Regions from separate parts of the Oryctolagus cuniculus genome. Here region 1 is linked to region 2. A link is a contact called in public Micro-C data. All regions are on one chromosome and are shown on one strand. The core of a region is the stretch at or near the end of the contact, and the rest is flanking DNA. Distances in the headings are between cores, read along the strand shown. Region 1 has its middle 5.0 kb from the start of HAP1. Region 2 holds the start of P3H4 (prolyl 3-hydroxylase family member 4 (inactive)).

Region 1 (7,124 bases), core at 3,177-5,676, 45 kb after region 2:
ACATTGGAGAGGGCTTAGGAGTGCAAGCCACTGGGTGGGGGTGGGGGTTGGTTTGGTTTTATTTGAGAGAGAGAGCTGGTTCACTCCCTAAATGTCCACAAGAGCTGAGGTTGGGCTGAGCCAAAATGGAGACTCTGGGTCTCCCACGTGGGTGGCAGGGACGCAAGCACTCAGGCCAGCTGCCTCCCGGATGCATTAGCAGGGAGCGGGATAGGGAGCGGGATTGGGAGCGGAGCAGCCAGGACTGGAACTGGCGCTCCTATGTGGGATGTGGGTGTGGCAAGCGGGCACTTAAGCAGCTGCTCCTCTGACTACCAGAGCTGGGGTCGGCATCCTTGTTCCCCAAGCGCTTCCCCCAGCCCCTCTCCCCAGGAGACCTGGAGCCCAGGTGCACTGGGAACTCGGTGCCAGCCTGGGGAGCCCCCATGGGGTCAGGAGGACCAGTGCCAGGGGATGGGTGGGTTAGCACAAGGCCTGCCAGCTGCCCTCGGGAGCACGGGAGGGTGGACACGAAGTGGCTGGGTGGGCTGATATGCTGGCCCCAAGCAGAAGTCTCGAAGGCTTTCCCAGACCAAGGACTGCCCACAAGGTTGGGGACCGCTACGCCGGGCTCCCTGTCCCTGGGCGGTGAGGCTGGAGGCTGCCCGGTGGGAGGGCCTGGATGAAGGTGCCCAGGCTCTGCCAGAAGTCACCACCTGTGGGACAAAGTGTGGCCCAGGGCCCTTAGAATCCTAGAATGCCTGGACTCCTCACTCAGCTGGCTGGGTCCGGGGTGCTTCTGCCCCACAGAGGCCAGTTCGCAGCTCTGCGCCCCGGGGGACTGTTCCCGGCGCTGTGCGGAGCCCCCACAGGACTGTGTCCATCTTCTCCAGCGGCTTCTCCCAGAGCGCTGGACGTGGAGCTGTGTGAGCGTGCTCTGCTCTTGGTCCCTTCTCAAAGCAGCTCCATGACACTGGCGCTCTGACCCTCCCACCGCCCCTTCACGCGTGGAGAAACCTGGGCGGCCGGACGCACTTGCGCGCTGGAGTGGGAGCCGCAGAGCCGCCAGCCGCCCGCGGGGATGCGAGCCCCATGGTCCCTGGGCTTGCGGTTCATGTCCAGCCAGGGCCTCAGCAGGGCGCTGGAGGGTGGGGGAGCACCTGCTCCTAGCACGCCCCCTCCTGGCCGCCCTGCCTCACTGCTCCTGCCTCTGCCCTGCAGCAGGATGGACCAGACCTCCGGGTTCCGCCTGTTCCTCCCTCCCTTGCCTCTGGAGGTTTTGACCAGGGCACTGCTCTTGGTTCTTCTCTCCTGGAGAGAGAAGGGGCTGAGAATCCTGCATGACTGCCCCAGGGCCTTCCTGAAGCTGGAGGGGTGACCCTGCTCCCCCAAGCTGAGCACCGGCTCAGAGGCAGCCAGGAAGAACTTTACCCTCCTTATCCCACCTGCGTCTATGAGGGCTCTACTAAGCAGGACCTGTACTTCACTGCCCCCATTTACCAGATAGGGAAAACTGAGGTTTTGAGAGCTCTTACACAGGCTCTCTCTGATAGCCTTTGTTGAGTGTGAGCAGAGAGCTCCGGCAAAAGTGGACAGCATTGCAGGGGTGCACAGGCCGGCTGGCCCTGGGGATGACCGACCCTTGCCTGCCCGTGCAACCAGGAAAGCCCACCGTCGGGACTAAGGAGTCGGTGCACAGCGGGGAAGGTGCTCAAGTGAGTGGACCACGGCGAGTGCGCAGCTGCCCCTGCCCCTGTGTGGCCGCTTCCAGTCCAGCTGAGGTCTCCATGAGGAAGAGTTCACGGCCACAGAGGACGTGGGCATTTGGCCTGCAGGGTAAGAAGCTGCTTAGGCTTCCCGTGTCCCAGATCACAGTCAGTGCCTGAGTGTGGTGTCCAGCTCCAGCCCTGAGCGCAGCTTCCTGCGAGTGCAGATGCTGGGAGGCGGCGGTGATGGTTCCAGGACTTGGGTTCCCGCCACCCTCGAAGGTGACTCATTGAGTGGCTGCTCCAGGCTTCTGCTCAGCATCTGGGGAGTGAGCCAGTGGACAGGATCTCTGTCCCTCTTTCCCTCTCCTTGTCTCCCTTCCTCTCAAGTAAATAAAATCAATACATACACACACACCAAAAGCTCTAAATAATCACCCAAGTGCTAGTCCAACGCTTTGTGTAGCCCAGTGGTTTTGTTATTGTTGTTGTTTTGTTTTTTAGAGTTTTATCTGTTTATTTGAAAGGCAGAGTAACAAACAGAGATGGAGAGAGAGAGATATCTTTCATCCACTCCGATTCATTCCCCAGATGGCTGCAGTGGCCAGGGTTGGGTCAGGCAGAAGCCAAGAGCCTGGAACTCCATCCGGGTCTCCCACGTGGGTGAGGGGCCCATGCACTTGGGCCATGTTCCGCTGCTTTCCAGGAGCATTAGCAGGGAGCCGGATCAGAGGTGGAGCGGCTGGGACATGAACTGGCTGGTGCCCCTATGGGTGCCAGCATCGCAGGCAGTGGCTTTACCTGCTACCCCACAGTGCCGGCCCCCAGCCCAGCAACTGCGATGTGGTTGGAGGAGGCGAAAGATAGAGGAGGCTTTGGGGAGAGCCGGGCCTTGAGGAAGAGCCTGGGGTCAGGGTGGTCAGGGCCCACCAGCCCGCTCCCCTGGTTTGCGGGCGTTCATCGAGTGCTGCAGCCCACAGCCTTCCCCAGGCTGGAGGACACAGAGATGAGGGAGTGCCAGGCCCTTGCCCCGAGTCAGCGTTTGCACCCGGGGCAGAGAGGAAGCCAGGGCGGGCGTGTGGGCTGGCCTGCAGGAGGCCCAGCTGTGGTGAGCACAGAGAACTCTGCCGCCCCCGCCTGGGGCGGGGCCAGCAGCTGTTGCACCTGCTGTGTTCCAGGGTCCACTCACCTGCAGAAGCAGGGCGTCCCAGTGTGTGGGGAAAGGTCCACGCCTTCTCCCTCACCATGGGGATCGTCTCAGCCTAGGACCCCGGGAGCCACACGCGAGCTCTACCCACACCACAGATAGCGTGGCTGGACGCAGACATGTGAAACATCTTTCTCTTAGGAAGCTTTCCAAGCAAGGCCTAAAAGCTGCCGGTGGAACAAGGCTTTCCCGTGTGCCCAGGTCTCACCTTCAAGGCCATGAACGCTGTGCTGTTCTTGTTATGTCACTCACGTCCACTTTGCTGTCTCTGTACGCAAACCCCAGATCTCGTATCATTTCACCCTGAAATACTCCTCACGCTTCTCTAGCCCAGGGCTCGTCACCTTTTTTTTTTTAAGCCTGTGAAGCCACAGACTCCTTAGACTAGTGTTTTTACAATGCCTAAGACTGGGAGTCGGCACTGTAGCATAGCTGGTTAAGCTGCCGCCCGTGATGCCAGCATCCCAGATGGGTTCCGGCTTCAGTCCTGGCTGCTCCACTTTCTATCCAGCTCTCTGCTATGGCCTGGGAAAGCAGCGGAGGATGGCCCAAGTCCTTGGCCCCTGCACCGACATGGGAGACCCAGGTGAAGCTCCCGGCTCTGGCCTGGCCTGGCCCAGCGCTGGCTGTTGTGGCCATTTAGGGAGTGAACCATCAGACAGATCTTTCTCTGTCTTTCCCTCTCTCTGTCTGTAACTCTCTCTCTCAAGTAAATAATAATAATAATCTTAAAAAAAAAAGATCTAGCGGTAGACCCCAAAACTACTGTTTCTTTTTTCTTGTCTTTTATTTTTTCTGTTTTAAGAATTATTTATTTATTTGAAAGGCAGAGTAACACAGAGAGAGGGAGAGACACAGAGATAGAGAGATCATCCACTGGTCCACTCTCTGAATGGCTGCAACAGTTAGCACTGGGCTAGGCCACAGCCGGGAGCCAGGAACTCCATCCAGGTCTCCCATGTGGGTGGCAGGGGCCCAGGGCATGGTCCATCTTCTGCTGCTTCCCAGGCACATTAGCAGGGAGCTGGATTGGAAGCAGAGCAGCCAAACTTGAACCAGACACTCCGGGTTGCAGCTTAACTCCCTACACCGTGATGTCTGCCCCCAAAATGCAGAGATGGCTCAGGAGCATAGGCAGCCCCGGGGAGGGGAGGGGTAGGGAGGGGTGCAGGCCCCTGAGCCCCTTCCCCAGCCTGTGGTCCGACCTCCCTGGCACTTCCTGGCTGCGTGGCCTTGGATATGTTACTCGACCTCTCTGGGCCTGAGCTTCTCATCTGTAAAATAGTAATTACACTGTTTTCCTTTTAGTGATGAGAAGAGGAAGGGACAGAGGCAGACAGTGCCCCGGCTCAGCTCAGCTCTGTGAAGGTGCGCTTCTCCCTGGGTGCACAGATCCCAGGGAGCGGTGGACTAGGGCCAAGGCCAGCCAGTGGAGGACGCTGTGGGGACCTGCCAGGGTCCTGCCAGGCTTGCCGCCCGCCCTGGCCACCTGCCCTGAAGGCTGGAGCCGGCTGATAGCCCTGCCCTTCCACAGAGCGAAATTGCTGTCTCTGTAGCCTCCCTGGTCAGGGACTTGCCAACCTGCTGGACACAGTGCCAGGCCACCCCAGGCCTCCAGTTCTGCTTCCAGGAGGGGGGGCGGGGGGTTGGGCTGAGGGCCTCCAGGTAGGAGCAGGGGAGGGAACCTGGACTGTGCGGAGGGTCACTCTCTGAGGGTCTGCCGCTCCTGCTGTTCCTGGTGGGGCTTGCCCACCTGTGCTAGGTCGCCTGTGCGGGGGAACATGGAGCACTGGTTTGGGAGCCCAGACCTCTGGGCAAGCCAGGTCCTGCTGGAGCCATTGGGGCTCACAGCCCAGGAGACACCACCCCACCCCCAGCCCCAGAAATCCATCCATGTGTTCATTCGGCAAATATTTATAGGATTGCTAATTAGAGTCTGAAAAACACAGAAGTGAACAGAGCAGACACTGGCCTCATTGTAATTCAAATGGATCACCCTGTGAATAAGGCCTGAGTAGCTACAGGCAGGAGAGGATCCCCGGAGAGGGCCTCCTGGAGGAGGCGTCAGACCTCAGAAGGGGGGGTAGCGGTGTGCCTGCTGGGTGTGTGGGACCTGGGGTGCTTCCTGAACACAAGAGACCCCAGCTTGGAAAGAGCAGGGGTTCAGGGTGAGGGAAATGTCTCTTTGTGCAGGGTTCTGGTTGGAAACTGGAGCTCCTGCCCGGCCGCCCTCAACCGGACTCTTGCCGTCTGCTTGCCCTCAGTCCTTGCTGCTCTCCCTTCCCTGCCCTGGCCAGCAGGGGGAGGCAGAGGGCCTGGGAGCCTCAGGAGTCTGGCCAGGTCTGGAAGAAGTAAAGGAAAGGGGGACCCTGCGGGGTGGAGGGTGGCCCAGTGGCCCTGTCTCTGCTGATGACTGGGTGCTGGGCGGGGTGGGGACTATGGTGACTGATGCCCGGTCCTGGTGGGGAAGGGGGGTGGGGAAGAGGGGGCTACTCCTCCGAGGCCTTTGGGAAGCAGCAGGTGGCAGGGGGTGGGAAGGTGGCCCCCATCCGAAGTCCAGGGCACCCTTGGTCTGGCTCCCCTAGTTGATACAGAAGTAATGCTGGTGCCTGGCCCTGCCCGGATCCTGAGCACTGACCCTCAGGGCCTTTTTTTTTTTAATGGGGTCACTTGTTGTGGATGATTTTATCCAGGAACTGTCTATGGGAGGAGCCGACGTGCACTGCCTGAGGCCGAGCATCCGGGTGGCCATGCTCTGAGTTCCTGGAGGGTGTGCCAGGCTTTACAGCCTGGTCAGTCTTCTGCTCCCACCTGTCCAGTCTCTGGTCCAGCAGGGGTCAGAGGGCAGCCACTGGACAGGAGGCAGGAAGCCTGAGTCTCTCTGCCCAGTGGCAGGGAAGGGAGGGGACAGCAGACAGGACATCCCTGGAGAGACCCGACCCCCTCTAGTCTTTGACTCTCCTGGGCAGTCCTGCTCAAAATGTTTACTGGGGGAGGGTCTGAACCTTGGTTTTTCCATCTCTAAAATGGAGTCACTATCCCTCCTGGAGAACAGACCCTGCAGGGGTGTGTGTGTGTGTGTGTGTGTGTGTGTGTATCTGTGTGCGTGCTGTGGACTGAGGTGGTGTGTAGGCTGGCACTGCCCTCTGGTGGCTGCAGCCGGAGTTGCCAGGTGCCCCGACCTGGGGGTGCAGTCACCAGGAAGCTACCAGGATCCCCCAGCTCCATCCTCTCCCTCCCTCTTGTTTCTTCTACACCCCAACTCCCTGGGGGCCACAGGACTACAGGACTCTCCCTTGTGGGCCAGAACCAATTCAATTCCACAAGCATCTCTCGGGAATGTAGGGCTCCTGCTGGATGCACGGCTGCCCTGTGCTAGGTGCTGGGGCTGCAGCCTCACCGAGTCCCGGCTGCACTGGTGCCCGTGCAGCCCTCACCACCTTCACCCTCACTGTCGCCTGCAGTCCCTGTGGCTGCGTCTCCTGTGGGCTTTTTACTGACAAAGAAACCACAGGAAACAGAAACACGTGGAGTGCAGAGAATGGACTTCCTGCCTCTAGCTCCCATCTTTAAAAGAATTATTTATTTATTTGAAAGGGGGGAGGGGAGAGAGACAGAGAGAGAGATATCACGGATATCACTTCCCAAATGGCTGCAACAGCCAGGCCTGGGGGCCAGGCCAAAGTCAGAAGCCAGGAACTGCATCCAGGCCTCCCACATGGGGGCAGGTGCATTAGCAGAGAACTGGATTGGAAGTGGAGCAGCCTGGACTTGATGCTCATATGGGATGCCTGGGCTATAGGTGTCGGCTGAACCCACTGTGTCACAACGCCAGCTGCAGAAGTCCCATTGTTTTCTCCAATGTCTCTGGCCTGAGCCACGCGCAACAGCTTGTCAGAAGGGACCGGCGACCTGGAGTGAGGACAGGGAGGGCAGGGTCGAGGGTGTGGGGTTCTGATTCCCGGCGAATGAGGTGATGGTTTGGAGCCAGTGTTTCAGTAACAGCACAACCAGACAGGGCCGTGCTTTTTTTAAATTTATTTTTTATTTTTTAATTTTTTTGACAGGCAGAGTGGACAGTGAGAGAGACAGAGAGAAAGGCCTTCCTTTGCCGTTGGTTCACCCTCCAATGGCCACCATGGCTGGCGCGCTGCGGCCGGTGCCCCGCGCTGATCCGATGGCAGGAGCCAGGTACTTATCTTGGTCTCCCATGGGGTGCAGGGCCCAAGCAC
Region 2 (7,192 bases), core at 413-2,912:
CCAGGAGGCTCGGAGAGGGAACCCAGAATGGTACGGCCATGGGTGTGACACGTAGACAGACAGGGCCCCTCTGCCCGGCCCCAGAGCCAGCCTGCAGCCACACTGCCCGACTGCTTTATCTCCCTGCTGAAAATCCCTGCGCCTCCCACAAGTCCTGTTGCCTCTTCAACGGCAACAAACTCACTGCAAAGAGGGGGTGGATCTGGGAAGGGAGTCAGGTGGGGTGGAAGGGGAGGGGGTCCCAGGCCGACAGACCACCCCCAGTTCACCAGCCTCCTGGGCCACACCTGGCCCCCAACACCCGCCAGTCGCGTCCTAGACAGCGGCCAGGAGGGAGAGCATGGGGGCGCGTGGGGGTCCGAGCGGTGAGGGCTTGCGATCGGGCCGGGGAGGTGTGCCCCAGGCTGCTGTTTGGGGTTAGGGGTTCCCGGAGCCACACGGGGGATGCACGGCTTCAAAGGAAACCACAGGGCCGGGGAAGGGAGGCGGTGGAGAGTCGGGGCGCGCACTCCTTACCTCGAGTCAAACTTCTTGCCGTCCTCAAAAGTGCCGTTGTAGTGGTAGCGCACAAAGTCCCCCATCTGCACCTCCCGGGGACAGGCCCTGGGGATGTGGTAGCGCTCGATGACCACATCTTCCAGGGGCCCGCCGGCCGGGCTGGCGCGGCCCAGCCCCCTGCCCGAGACCTGCAGCAACAGCAGCAGCGACAGCGGGAGCCGGCGGAGGGTGTGGCTGGGGGGGCCCGCGGCGAACATGGTGCCCGCAACCGAGACGGCGGCAGTGAGGGCCAGCGAGCGAGCCGCGGGCGCCGGCCTGCTTCCCCCTCCTCCCCAGATGGCTCCCCCCCTTCCTGTCCTTCCCTACCCCCGCCCTGGCTGGTCCACGTGGAATGGGGGCTGGGGAGACTGAGCTGGCAGGGCGGGGGTGGTGGCGCAGGAATTGGAGGAGGGGTCGCGGCTGAGAGCCACGGTGGCGCCCGAGGAATGAGGCGCAAGAGCTCCGGGTTGCCCGCTGCCGTCTCCAGCCGGGGCCCAGGCCGGGGAGGGAGGCTGCGGAAAGATGAGAAGTCTGAGCGGACTTCCCAACCCCAGAAAAGTTCGCCGTCTTTTTTTCGGAGGCCCCGGGTCCTAAAGTCAGCCTAAGCCGTCCCGGCCTTTGCAGCACCTACCCCCGAATCTAGGCCCCACCAGGTGGATAGGAGCGGGGGCTCAGGGCCTCCCAACCCCCTCCCCACCCCACCCCCGTCTCCCCGGGGAGGGGCAGCTGTGTCTCCATCTCTGTGAGATGGGGATGGAGACGGTAGAAAGCGTGCGGGGGGGGTCCCCCAGTGGGTGCCTCCCAAGGCGAGCTGGGGACGACACGTGGTGGGTGCAGAAGGGACCGGGGCGCCCAGGTTCCGGGGCTCAGGCTGCTCCCTCCGCTTCTTCTTCGCAAAGGGCGGACACTGGCCGTGGGGGTCTTCCTGGCTCCGCATCTTTGGCATGCAGCCTTCTCCCACGTCCCCGCCACCTCCCGAGGGCGAGAGGTCGGGCGAACGGAGGGGAGGGATCCGGACGCCTCAGGCCCCTCTGAGCAGGGGGGGGCACTGCCCCGGCCGCTCCGCTCGCGCCCGGCGCTAAGACCCAGCAGGCGCGCCCGCCCGGCCCCCGCTCCCGCCCGCCCGCCCGCGGGGCCGGGCCGCCCTCGGAGCTCGGCAGAGCCTCCGGGCGCGGCGGGGGCATGGCTCGGGCGGCGTGGGGGCTGCTGTGGCTGCTGCTGGGCAGCGCCGGGGCGCAGTACGAGAAGTACAGCTTCCGCGGCTTCCCGCCAGAGGACCTGATGCCGCTGGCGGCGGCCTACGGGCACGCGCTGGAGCAGTACGAGGGCGAGAGCTGGCGCGAGAGCGCGCGCTACCTGGAGGCGGCGCTGCGGCTGCACCGGCTGCTGCGCGACAGCGAGGCCTTCTGCCACGCCAACTGCAGCGCCGCCGCGGCCGGCCGCCCGCCGCCCGCGCCCGCCGCCGCCCGCGCCGACGACTGGGCGCGCGAGCTGCGCCTCTTCGGCCACGTCCTGGAGCGCGCCGCCTGCCTGCGGCGCTGCAAGCGGACGCTGCCCGCGTTCCAGCTGCCCTACCCGCCGCGCCAGCTGCTGCGCGACTTCCAGAGCCGCCTGCCCTACCAGTACCTGCACTATGCGCTGTTCAAGGTGCGCGCCCCGTCGGCCGCGGCCGCCCCGGGCCCGCGCCCGCGCCCGCGCCCGCGCCCGGCGGCCCCGCTGACCGGCTGCCCTCGCCTCCCGCCAGGCTAACCGGCTGGAGAAGGCCGTGGCCGCCGCCTACACCTTCCTGCAGAGGAACCCGAAGCACGAGCTGACCGCCAAGTACCTCAGCTACTACCGGGGCATGCTGGACGTGGCGGACGAGGCCCTCACCGACCTCGAGGCCCAGCCCTACGAGGTGGGGTGGGGTGGGGTGGGGTGGGGTGGGGTGGGGCGGGCAGGCCGCGCGCGGGGCGGGCACGGGGTGCCCCTGACGCCCCCCGCGCGCTCCCCCAGGCGGTGTTTCTGCGAGCCGTGAAACTCTACAACAGCGGCGACTTCCGCGGCAGCACGGAGGACATGGAGCGGGCCCTGGCCGAGTACCTGGCCGTGTTCGCGCGGTGCCTGGCCGGCTGCGAGGGCGCCCACGAGCAGGTGGACTTCAAAGACTTCTACCCAGCCATCGCAGGTATCTCCCACGCCGCCGTGTGGGCCTGCGTGGCAGAGCACCTGAGGGTACCTTGCATGCGTCCCCTCCGTGGGACAGGCAGAGCTGTCACCTGGACCCCAGGGAGCCCTCCAGCTGCCAGAGACAGAGGCTGGGGTGCCCAAGGTGCCGGGCGGGGCTGCAGAGGGCAATGCAGGCGCAAAGGTGAGAAACAGCACAGAAGGCACTTTGTGGGCAAAATTCACACCTTGCCTTAGGATCTCTCACTCCAGAATCCCCCAGACAGGGGTGTCCTTAGCTTCTCTGTGCTCCAGTCCTGTCCCAAACCTCACCTGTCATTCTCCCAGGATGCCCTGGCCCCCAGTGGCTGGGGCTGCACTACGCAGCAGAGTGCACTTTCCGGACAGGAAGTGGGGCCCGGTGGGCAGGGCGGGACTTGGAGGCCAGGTGGGTGGGAGGGAGCGGTGAGGACAGGGCCAGCTCCTCACCTCTGCCGACCACCTCCAGATCTCTTCGCAGAGTCGCTGCAGTGCAAGGTGGACTGCGAGACCAACTTGACCCCCAATGTGGGCGGCTACTTTGTGGACAAGTTCGTGGCCACCATGTATCACTACCTGCAGTTTGCCTACTACAAGCGTGAGCCTCTTGGGGCGGGACTTGGGCGGGACAGAGGACTGCTGGGCTCTCCCGGGTTGGTGGGGAGCTGTCCCCCAGAATGAGGCCCCTATGTAGTGGGAGGGAAGGCTGGGGGTCTGGGGTGGGGAGAGGCAGGGAACAGGAGGCAGTTCAGCTTGGGCGAGTTACTTAACGCCTCCGTGCCCGAGACTTGCACTTGGTGTCAAGGCCAGCTTACGGAGGCGGGGGCGTGCCATAGGTGCCTAAAACGTGCTGGCTGCATCATTCCAGGTGGGGAGGGGCAACAGGTATTCTTGGGGGTGGGCTAGGGTTAGGGGAGTGCCAGGGCCATCCCCACGCCTGTCCTGCCCAGTGAATGACGTGCGCCAGGCCGCCCGCAGCGCCGCCAGCTACATGCTCTTCGACCCCGAGGACAGCGTCATGCAGCAGAACCTGGTGTACTACCGCTTCCACCGCGCGCGCTGGGGCCTGGAGGAGGACGACTTCCGGCCGCGGGAGGTGGGCACAGCTCCCTGCGGCTCCTGCCGCAGCTGCGTTGTGATTTCAGTGAAACAAAACGAAATTGGCCCCCTCGAACGGCCAGGGGAACGCGGGCTTGTGGCTGGAGTGCTGGCTTCAGAGCCCCGACCCTGTTCACGTCTGCACAGGGGCTGGTCCCATCTGCTGCACCCGCTCGGGGCCCACCTCCTGCACCCTCCTCGCCCCCACCACCCTCACTCCCAGCCTTCCCCCTTCTTCCCCGGGGACTGCCCCCCCCCCCCCGACCAGCTGAGCCAGCCCTTTGGAGACCAGGGCAAGGCTGGTGAGGTCCATGGTGCCACGCCTACCTTCCTCGGCAGTGGGAGGCATTGCCCATCCGTTGGGACACCCTCAGAATGCGCCTTACCACAGCTCTGCAAGCAGCTGCTGTCATTTAGTCCGCAGGGGGGCGGCCACCTGCTCCTGGTCCTTGGCCTGGAAGAGGCCCGGTGCCTGGCTCCCCGGTCTGGACCAGAGCCCCGCTCACCGCCCACCCTTCCCTCCTGCTAGGAGGCCGTGCTGTACCACAACCAGACCTCTGAGCTGCGGGAGCTGCTGGAGTTCTCGCACATGTACCTGCAGTCAGACGACGAGGTGAGTGGCCCTGCCCTCCAGGGCTGGCTGTGATGGGGACACCTTTACCAGGGGCTGCGGCGTGGGCTGAAGTCCAGTGCAGCCTGCAGCGGGCAGCTGGGGCGTGGGAGAGGCTTGTCTTCCCTCTCCTCCCCCTCAGTGTGTAGGCCTCTCCTCTCACCCGCTCCAGTCTGTGTCTCCTGGGCCAGCTCAGGTGGCGCCTCCTCCAGGAAGCCCTTGCTGCGTGCACTGGCTCTCTTCTGGGCTTGCAGCGCCACCTCTGACCCCCCTTGCCTCCCTGCCCACCTGTGGCCTGGACCTGGAGTTCTTTGCAGCCTGGGTCCATCTTGCCCCTGGCCTGCTTCCCTGGCCAGTCTCCCGCAGGACTGTGCCATGGCACAGCGGCCAGGTCGCTCCCAGCTGTGGGGTTTGAATGACTGGAGTGAATGCTGGTGCCACAGAGATGGACCACGTGATTATGAATGAGGCCTCCACAGCCAGCGTTTCCCGAGGAGCCACTGCTAAATGGTTATTTCTTCGCCCCCTCCTTTATGACGAACCCACCCCCATCCATCCGACCCGGGGCGGGGTCCACACTGTTAGCGCCCAGGCACAGGTGCCTACCAGACCTGGCCCACCGCGTGCCAGCTGGGAAGCCTCCAGGAAAGTCTTGGGGGGCTCTGAGGTTTCCGTTTCTTCCTCTCATGGGGCGAATGACGCCCACCTGCCGTGGCTGTGGTGGGAATGCAGTGAGAGCCAGCACATGCTGGGTGCTCAGGGCATGGCGGTGGTGGGCGGTGCTGCGCTCCATGGCTGCCCCTTGTTGCCCAGCCTGGGGCTGGGGGAAGCTGATGCAAGCCACAGTGGCTTTCCCAAGCAGATCGCAGCCCGGGGGGAGGGGCAAGCTGTGCTGCTGCAGAGGCCAGCACAGGGCTCCAGAGCAGATGCCCACAAGGGATGTCCAGGCACTGGGTATGGACTGGCGATGTCCTCGGCACAGTAGTTAACGCTTAGAAGGCGAGGCTGTGGCTGGGCGGTGCCCAAGCCAACGCCGGGTGGCTCTGGGGAATGAGAGGTGGGAGCAGAGGTTCCCTTGGCCAGCCAGGGCCCCATCTGAGCCGGGGCCCGCGACTTCTCCCCTGCCATCCAGATGGAGTTGGAGGAGCCAGGGCCGCCCACGGAGCCCGAGGAGCCCCCTTCGGACGCCGAGTTTGAGGGGGAGGGCGACTATGAGGAGGGCCTGTATGCAGACTGGTGGCAGGAGCCGGATGCCAAGGGAGATGAGGCTGAAGCTGGTCAGCGGCGGTCCCCCTGGAGGGGTGGGGGTGCTGCCTGGGGTGGGGGGTGGGGACTGAGCCATCTTCCTGCGGGGCTACAGAGCCACTGGGGCAGGTGTGCGGCTGCGGGGACCCCTCCTTGGGGGGCGTCCAGCTCGTGAGCAAAGCCTGTCCCGGACGGCTGGGACCTGTTGGGAGGCGGCTGATGCCAGCGCTGTCTCCTGCCCGTTGCAGAGCCAGAGCCTGAACTAGCGTGAGAAGTGCCCCCACCCCACACTCGGCAAGAGCGCCTGCCAAGCTGGGCAGAAGAGAATATTTATTACAACTTCAAAGGGACGCGGCTGAGCCTGGCCCAGCCGGGAGTGCGGCTGCCCCCGGACCGTGTCCTTGTCCTGCCTGGTCTGTGTCTCGGGACCCCCCACCCCTGGGGATTCCTCGGCTGGCCTCCCGGAGAAGGCTGCCGCTGCTGGCTGGAGTCTCAGCCGCTTTGCAGGGACGGTGAAGCTTTGAGAGCACTGCAGCAGGAGTCCAGGGGTCTGGGCGCGCTGGCGGTGGTGCTCAATAAATGTTGTTAATGAGTCCCAGCTCCCAAGGTCTCGCCTCCCTCTTCTCTACAGTGCAGAGGGCAGGGGTACATCCGAAGCGCCTGGAGTCTGAGTGAGCGGTGTGTGTCACAGACCGGCCACCAGGGGGCGTGAGAGCACAGCTTTCCCCGGGACTCCAGGAAGATAGTGGTTTCAGGTTTCCGTCATGGGTGGCCCTGTATTTTCCTAATTCTGCATCACTTCCCTTGGGGGCTGTGGTGAGGGGGCCAAGGACATTTACCTCCTATGTTTGCGGGGCATTTTCTTTTTTTTTTTTAAAGATTTTTTATTTATTTATTTGACAGAGTTAGACAGTGAGGGAGGGGTCTTCCTTCCCCTGGTTCACTCCCCAAATGGCTGCTACGACTGGCTCTGTGCCGATCCAAAGCCAGGAGCCAGGTGCCCCCTCCCAGTCTCCCATGCGGATGCAGGGCCCAAGCACTTGGGCCATCCTCCACTGCCTTCCCGGGCCACAGCAGAGAGCTGGACTGGAAGAGGAGCAACCGGGACTAGAACCGGCACCCATATGGGATGCCGGCGCCACAGGCGGAGGATTAACCAAGTGAGCCAAGGCGCTGGCCCCGGGGCATTTTCTGACCTGTACTCCTACAGCCAGGCCAAGCAACCTGCCTGGCCTCTCTGGCCATTGGCTTAACCCCCCCCCCCCAGCTCCAGAGCCTGGGTTGTGGCCCAGCTCAACATCTGGAGGAGCCCCAGGGATAGATTGGATGACTTGGGAATGTTGGGGGTGCACTGGGAAGCTGGACCCGTCTTGCCCAATCTTGTATCGTTTTTGGGGTGGAGAGTCCCGAGGTGTAGGGGCAAGGATGGCACCCAGTAGCTGTCATTCATCTATGGTGAGTGACACCTTCCCGCAGCAGGGAGACGAAAGGGAGTGTGGGGTTGGGGGGCTGGTGCCA

The links. A called contact is a pair of places that touch in the nucleus more often than the background predicts.
Region 1: a contact with region 2 is called in a Micro-C map of ear pinna, with 2.6 times the contacts expected there. The contact joins the enhancer-like site here to the promoter of P3H4 in region 2. A contact is called at or near these places in 6 of 6 Hi-C or Micro-C datasets (ear pinna, embryonic fibroblasts, liver and 3 more).

What each region holds. Positions count from the first base shown.
Region 1 is chr17:20,953,480-20,960,603 of mOryCun1.1, forward strand. No RefSeq gene overlaps it. Among named protein-coding and RNA genes, the nearest start is that of HAP1, 5.0 kb to the right of the region's middle. Within about 2 kb of position 4,427, at least 1 of the 8 cell types and tissues checked has an H3K27ac peak or open chromatin away from gene starts, as enhancers often do. A contact at or near this core is called in ear pinna, where this site is marked.
Region 2 is chr17:20,911,036-20,918,227 of mOryCun1.1, forward strand. It overlaps P3H4 (prolyl 3-hydroxylase family member 4 (inactive)), which reads left to right and starts at 1,663. Exons shown (of 8, transcript XM_002719387.5): 1 at 1,663-2,184; 2 at 2,282-2,434; 3 at 2,533-2,704; 4 at 3,191-3,319; 5 at 3,672-3,817; 6 at 4,349-4,432; 7 at 5,562-5,706; 8 at 5,923-6,272. The coding sequence starts at 1,720. The coding sequence ends at 5,945. It overlaps FKBP10 (FKBP prolyl isomerase 10), which reads right to left and starts at 1,070. Exons shown (of 10, transcript XM_008271477.4): 1 at 517-1,070. The coding sequence starts at 755.